Regions from separate parts of the Danio rerio genome. Here region 1 is linked to region 2. Evidence: chromatin contacts called from public Hi-C data. All regions are on one chromosome and are shown on one strand. The core of a region is the stretch at or near the end of the contact, and the rest is flanking DNA. Distances in the headings are between cores, read along the strand shown.

The links. Hi-C and Micro-C count contacts between places; a contact is called where the count stands out from the background.
Region 1: a contact with region 2 is called in a Hi-C map of hematopoietic stem cells, with 2.8 times the contacts expected there. The contact joins the promoter of ywhaqb here to the promoter of LOC137488117 in region 2. A contact is called at or near these places in 3 of 18 Hi-C or Micro-C datasets (caudal fin, hematopoietic stem cells and an unstated tissue) and 1 of 4 datasets of contacts at active chromatin or transcription factors (gastrula embryo).

Annotation. Positions count from the first base shown.
Region 1 is chr17:34,203,604-34,206,551 of GRCz12tu, forward strand. ywhaqb (tyrosine 3-monooxygenase/tryptophan 5-monooxygenase activation protein, theta polypeptide b) reads left to right here and starts at 1,449. Exons shown (of 6, transcript NM_201484.1): 1 at 1,449-1,510.
Region 2 is chr17:34,061,998-34,065,343 of GRCz12tu, forward strand. It overlaps LOC137488117, which reads left to right and starts at 1,993. Exons shown (of 3, transcript XM_068214611.2): 1 at 1,993-2,639; 2 at 2,816-2,871. The coding sequence starts at 2,238. It overlaps dhx32b (DEAH (Asp-Glu-Ala-His) box polypeptide 32b), which reads left to right. Exons shown (of 12, transcript XM_073928662.1): 12 at 702-1,771. The coding sequence ends at 882.

The DNA of each region.
Region 1 (2,948 bases), core at 199-2,698, 140 kb after region 2:
AGAAACGCCAACTGACCCAGCCGAGGCTTGAACCAGCGACCTTCTTGCTGTAAGGCAAATGTGCTACCCATTGCGCCACCATGCTGCCCTATTTATTTATTTAGTTATTCATATTTATTTATTTGATGGTCCTAGCCTTGGTGTTTATATGTTTAACAACAGAAATAGAGCCTGTTTGTTACTCTTCTATAGGTTAAATACATAAAAAAGAAAAGAAAAAAGACAGAAATAAGAAAAAGAGGGGCAGAAACAGTTTTTTAGGTCCTCTTATTCCCTCGAAGCACCGCAAATTGGCCTAAATACAATAATAACAAAAAAATAATGCAAAAATGCACATTTGTGAGAAACTTGACATTTTGTTTTGCCACAACTAATTTCTAATATTTCTAATGCAATTATGTCATTCAAAATGCTTCATGAGACTATAGTTCTTTCCCCCACTAAAGCAAATAATTAGTTTATTGGTCTGATTTTCTGCTTGATATCAAAGTTCGTAATGTTGTGCTTCTCTTTGTAGCTTGTTGATTTGGTTCAGTGCTTATAATGCTTTAACAAAAGGAAACAACAGAATGGGAAAAATACATTCAGAAGCAGCACTCTGCACTAACACTCTATAGCAGGCTGTTATTTTTGTTGCATAGCAACATGAATGCGTCACTGGCCACATTCTAGTGAACTGATGCCACTTAATGAATTTGCATTTTAATAATAAGCCCATACGCATGCATAATTTATATTGTAATATGAAGTTACTGGTTAATAATTTCAGAAAATATACTTATTGCTTGTTGCATTCCAAATAAAGTCACACTTAAATAGGTTGCAGTGACAACCTTGTTATGTCCTTTATATATTCATAATGCAGAACAGCCTCTGGTGTATGTACAGTGTGCGCGTGCGTGTGTGTGCGCGTGTATGCATGTGTGTGTTTGTTCAGAATTCAGACTTAACCTTAAATCTGTGCTTGAATCATCTTATCAGCAAGCAGAACACAGTACATTCTCGTAAACATGAAACACATCCTGTAGAAAGTCAACCAGCCTTTAAATGAAGAAGCAAAGCAATTATCTCAGCGATCTGATTAATGAGAGCTGGTATTTGGGTCTCGGTAGGAAAGCTGGATCTGCTGCTGCTGCATCCACTTCCCAATCATGATGCTGATGGTGATGCTGGGATGAGCAGGAGGAGGAGGGGGGAATCACCATAGCAATAGTGACGTCATCCCCCTTGCTCTAATTGGAGGAAACCCCGTGGCTTCAAGTCAGAGTCTACTGGGCAACCGAACGCATTGGCACAGGCCCGCCTCCATTCCCCGCGCTAATCAGCTATTGGACGATCGCGAAAAGAACAACGAGTGACAGGCGGTAAACGCAGCCTCTGATTGGCTGACAGGCGGGATTAGCGACGTTCTGTGGTAACACTTTCGATTGTCTTTCTCTACTACATTTTTTTTCCTAACCATCCAAGCTCAAAGGCTATCAATCCGGTGGAGCCAACTATAGATTGCGAGGTGAGGTGCAATTTAATGTGTTTAAGCCACAGAGTATGATGTGTGTTTATTATTTAAGCTTATGTTCTTATGTGTGGTTTATATCGTTTCATTGGACGGCGTAATCGGTAAAACCGCGCTGGTCGGTTGAGAGGCAGGAGGGGCTGCCAAACTGCGTCCATATCGATCAGGAAAAAAATGGTTGATTTGCTTATTACATTGTAGTAAACATGTATTTCCATTTGGTGTGCGATACTTGCGTCCTTAGAATGCATATTTGCTTAATATGTGTTGGCTAAAATTATAATATGTGTTGGACAAGATGAGACCCATCGCTGTTTAAGGCGGGTCGTCGAAACGTTTTTTTAAAACATGCTTTTTCAATACGATTTTGTTAAACGTTGATTTAGATAGGGTTGTATTGGTGTTATAAACTAATATTAAGTCTTAACGTGCGCATTTGTTTGGCAAAAAACGCATTGTAGAACGAGAAACCTCATTGCTACGGAAATCAGGCTGGATTTCATTGATTCATATTGACTCGGTATGATTTTCATCGGTGTGCTAAACTGAAATGTCCTATTTTGACATTAAAATTATACGTTTACATATATACATAAATAAAATCCCCTATTTTGACATTAAAATACGCATATATATATATATATATATATATATATATATATATATATATATATATATATATATATATATATATATATATATGTGTGTGTGTGTGTGTGTGTGTGTGTGTGTGTGCGCATGTTTGTGTGTGTGTTTGTGAACAGGGCTGGGCTGTATGGATCACACTGACACAGATGTGTTAAGCTGCACACACACACTTGCATTCATACACACCCTGTCCGTGTCTTCAAATCTAGTGAGCTGGCTACCTAGACAGCAATGCGTGTCTGTCGGAAATGCGGTTTTGGCAGGCAGCTCGCTAGGATTTAAATCGCATCCACTCGTCTTAGCTGATCTCCGTGTTTCTAGTATGTGTGTAGGTAATGTAAATGTAAGATTCACGGAGAAAGCTTGATTTCAGTGATTCGAATCTTTTGAGTCATTTGAAATCTGCTTCATGCATTACTGATTGCATCGTTACGACAGTTGATGGCAACAATGTTTGCGTGTGCTTTGATGTGGCATCTACCGCCTTTTGCTTCTCGGAAGTAAGCTAATTATTGCTAAATACCTAGAAAAAAATATCTAGATGGGAGATTTCCTTAAGATTCACATGTTGTTGTTGTTTTTCAAGGCATTTGGCTAGCCCTGTCACATTAATCAATATATCGATTTATCGCAAAACATATGGACATGACCTCAATAATTTTAGGTGATGCAATATATATCGCCCATACATACCCAATTCTAGCAACATTGTTACAGATTGTGCAACATCTCTATCTCTATTTGAGGTGTCAGTATGGTTAAAAAGCGTGTTTTTACGTTGCACTTT
Region 2 (3,346 bases), core at 743-3,242:
TTATTATTCCATTCTGAAACTAAAGCTACAAACTGACTGGATAGATGCGCTACTGGATAGATTCAGTAACAACCTCATCTGGTTGTTACTGAGCAAATGCATAATGACAAAACAAAAATTCACTTAAGAAGCAAGATACAACAAGATGAGGCGTTAAGAATATTAATGATTATCAAAGCATAAGAATGTACACACTCGGCTTTATCTATTTTGTTGTTGTTTTTTCTTCATTTTGTATTTACTGGTGCAGTTATAGGATTTCTTTTTTTTATAAAGTATGATATAATATTTCATCAGTCCTGGGATTTATATACCATAGAAAATTGTCTATAAAATAAATATTTGATTAAATAAGTAAGTATTTTGTTTTGTCAAAAAATCTTAATTAAATAGTTGATCTGTTTTGTATTATCTTCCGTATTTTACCTTTTTTTGTTACAGAACAGTCTTTTGAAAGTATTTTAATTAAAAAAAATTCTTATATCTTGAAAAGTAAATATTTAATCTTTAATATAATTTTAAATTAATAATATAATGACTAAAACTGTTAATAGTTACCAATGTCTTGGTTATATGTCTTTAGTATATCATAATTTAATATAAATGGCTAGTTCTTTTTAAATTTAAACTTTTTTTTAATTATTGCTAGCAAGTCTTTTATATATTTTCTTCATGGTTTCTTTTCTGTTTTCTTGTGACAGGTTCATTCAGATGGCACCGCAGTACTTCTTTTACAACCTGCCACCTAGTGAAAGTAAAGACCTACTGCAGCACACTATAGATCATGGTACTGCTGCTCCATCTAAAGGCAAAAGAAAATGCCAGAACTCCAGCAGTGCTGCCACTGAAGAGCAGACCCCCGAGCGCTGCACTATACAGTAACTAAGCAAATAATACACCTTCCCATTGCGTTACAATGACAAAAAGCAGGATGCTTAGATCCTGCGGGTCTGGCAATAGCCAAGCGACTGTGCTGAGGCACAGAGGAATCTCAACACTGAGCAAATTAGTCTGACTGATTAATCAATATTGATGAAAAGACAAGATCATGCAGACTACTGCATTTAATCCCATGGGCCATTTAGTTTGGCCAGTACAATGCTTCTAAGCGACAGCAGTTTATACAGTTTTCTTCACTTTGCTGAGTTAATAGCAATTGAAATAACCTACTGCTGTGCAGTAGTCAATGCACAACTGTGTTTGACTTTATTGTGTCTAAAATGTCTTTTATAAGCTGTAGCTACTAGTTAGCATTGTCCTTTTTCAGCGTATGTATATTTAGCCATGCTCATCAGCATAGTTTCCTGGTACTATTTAAAAATATCTTTCTTTTTGTATTGTTTCCCATTGGCTTAGACTTGCAATAGTGTTTTTATTTTTCATTGTAAATGTATTTATTTGTTAAGTATTCGTTCAACTAATATAATATTTTGATATTAATTTCAGTTTCACTATGTTTAATATAAAAAGTGTTTGATTTTGTTTTTACAATTGTTATTATGGAATCTAGTATAATTTTATTCTCTTGTCTTTCTTTTTTTTACAAAGCACTCATTTGTAACACAAACAATGTACTGAATTTATTTAACTTGATTGAATACTGTATACTAGCCAAACATTATTATTATCATGTACTTTAAGTACAATTACTATTTATGCTAAGCAGGTTGTCAAATTAAATTTTAGGCTTCTTATTGTTTGTAAGATAGTGTTGATGATGCTGAAAAGGATGTGAATTTACAGGGTATTCAATAAAAAGATTGTACGTTTACTCATGTGTATAACTGCTTTTGTGTGTCGTGAGAAACTTGAATTGCACTTTTTGGATTTTATCGTTGGCCAGCTGTTACAACTACAGATCCAATTCACTCATATTATTATGACAGATGGCAGAGGTGAACGCGACGCTTCCAGTTTGTAAACAAAGTCTCTGATTGGCTAGATGAGAGCCTACGTCATACACAACTCTGACAGACGCGTCATGCGTTCTCTGATTATGAGGGCGTTGTAGTTTTTGCTGCGTCGCGTCGCTGGGTGCAACACCATGCAGAATTAAATTTAACAAGATAAAAAGAAGACTTTTCGAGTATAACATCCTTTTTGCGCGATTCCACTTTGATTACCCCATGAATTGTTATTGAGTCGTCTTGTCATATTGGAAAGTTTAGCTGCTGGGATATTTGGTGGGTGCATGCAGAAAATGGCAACAGTGTTGTGAAAAATGTTTTATCTGAAATATGGGCACAGTAAAAAGCAGGATGAAAAAAGTCGCACCTGTGACAGATAAAGAGAGAGAGGACCCCAGCATCAGCGAGAGTCAGCGGGATGGAAGTCGTTTGTTTGGTCCGTCAAACAGACAAACTTCAGAACGGCGCTTTTCCGTCAGAAGAGTCCAGTCGGATTGTAACAGTGAAGGGCAGGACTCTGAGTTTTCAGCCGAAGACCTCGGGGATGAAATGGACAGAATCCTTGCAGAGTGTGACCTGACGCTGAACAGGACGTCCCATAAGATGCCAAAGACAACTGGGCTTTACAATGGCAAAATACAGGTCGACGACCAGGTTTACAGTGGCAGGAGAACACATGAGAAAAATAAAGTGAACCCAGTGAACAAACCAACCTCAAACGTTCATGAAAAGGTAGGACTGATGTTGCTTTTAACATTTTACTTCTCTAGAAAATAAAATCTTATCTTTTTACCCACATGACCAATGACTCAACGGTTGACAATTGAGTGAACTGAATAATTAATGGGCTCGAAACTATTAAGTCATTAAGAAAGTAATCCCTATCTATTTCCTGGATTTCTGAACAGGTCAGGCCTCCTAAGGAGATGAGTTGTGCCAACCCAGAGAGCCCAGCAACAGCACAGTAAGTGTATTTCATCAATTATTGATCTCAACTTAGTGACACACATCATTTCCACTGAAAGCAGTTAGGTTGTGTCTAGTGCAGTGTTCCGTTCAGAGAACTGGTGTGCAATGTTAACTAAAATGTTGATCTTGAATAAATAGTGATGTATTACATTTGTGCATTTTATGTTTTACTATTTATTGATTTAAGATTTATTCATATTAAAAAAGTAATCATAACTTTAACTATGATATTCTATGGTCTTTTACTGTCTAGCAATGTATTTGATCATTTTCAGAAGTTGACTGAAAGTGAAAATCTTTGTATTCTCACTTTTCTTTATCACCCTCATGTCATTTCAGCCCCCCACAACCTTAGTTCATCTTTAGAACAAAAAATATATATATATTTTACTGTAACCCAGAGAGTTTCCTCGTCCTTCATAGACAGCAAAGTTGCGAACTCATTGAGATAAAAATACCAAAAAATTCTC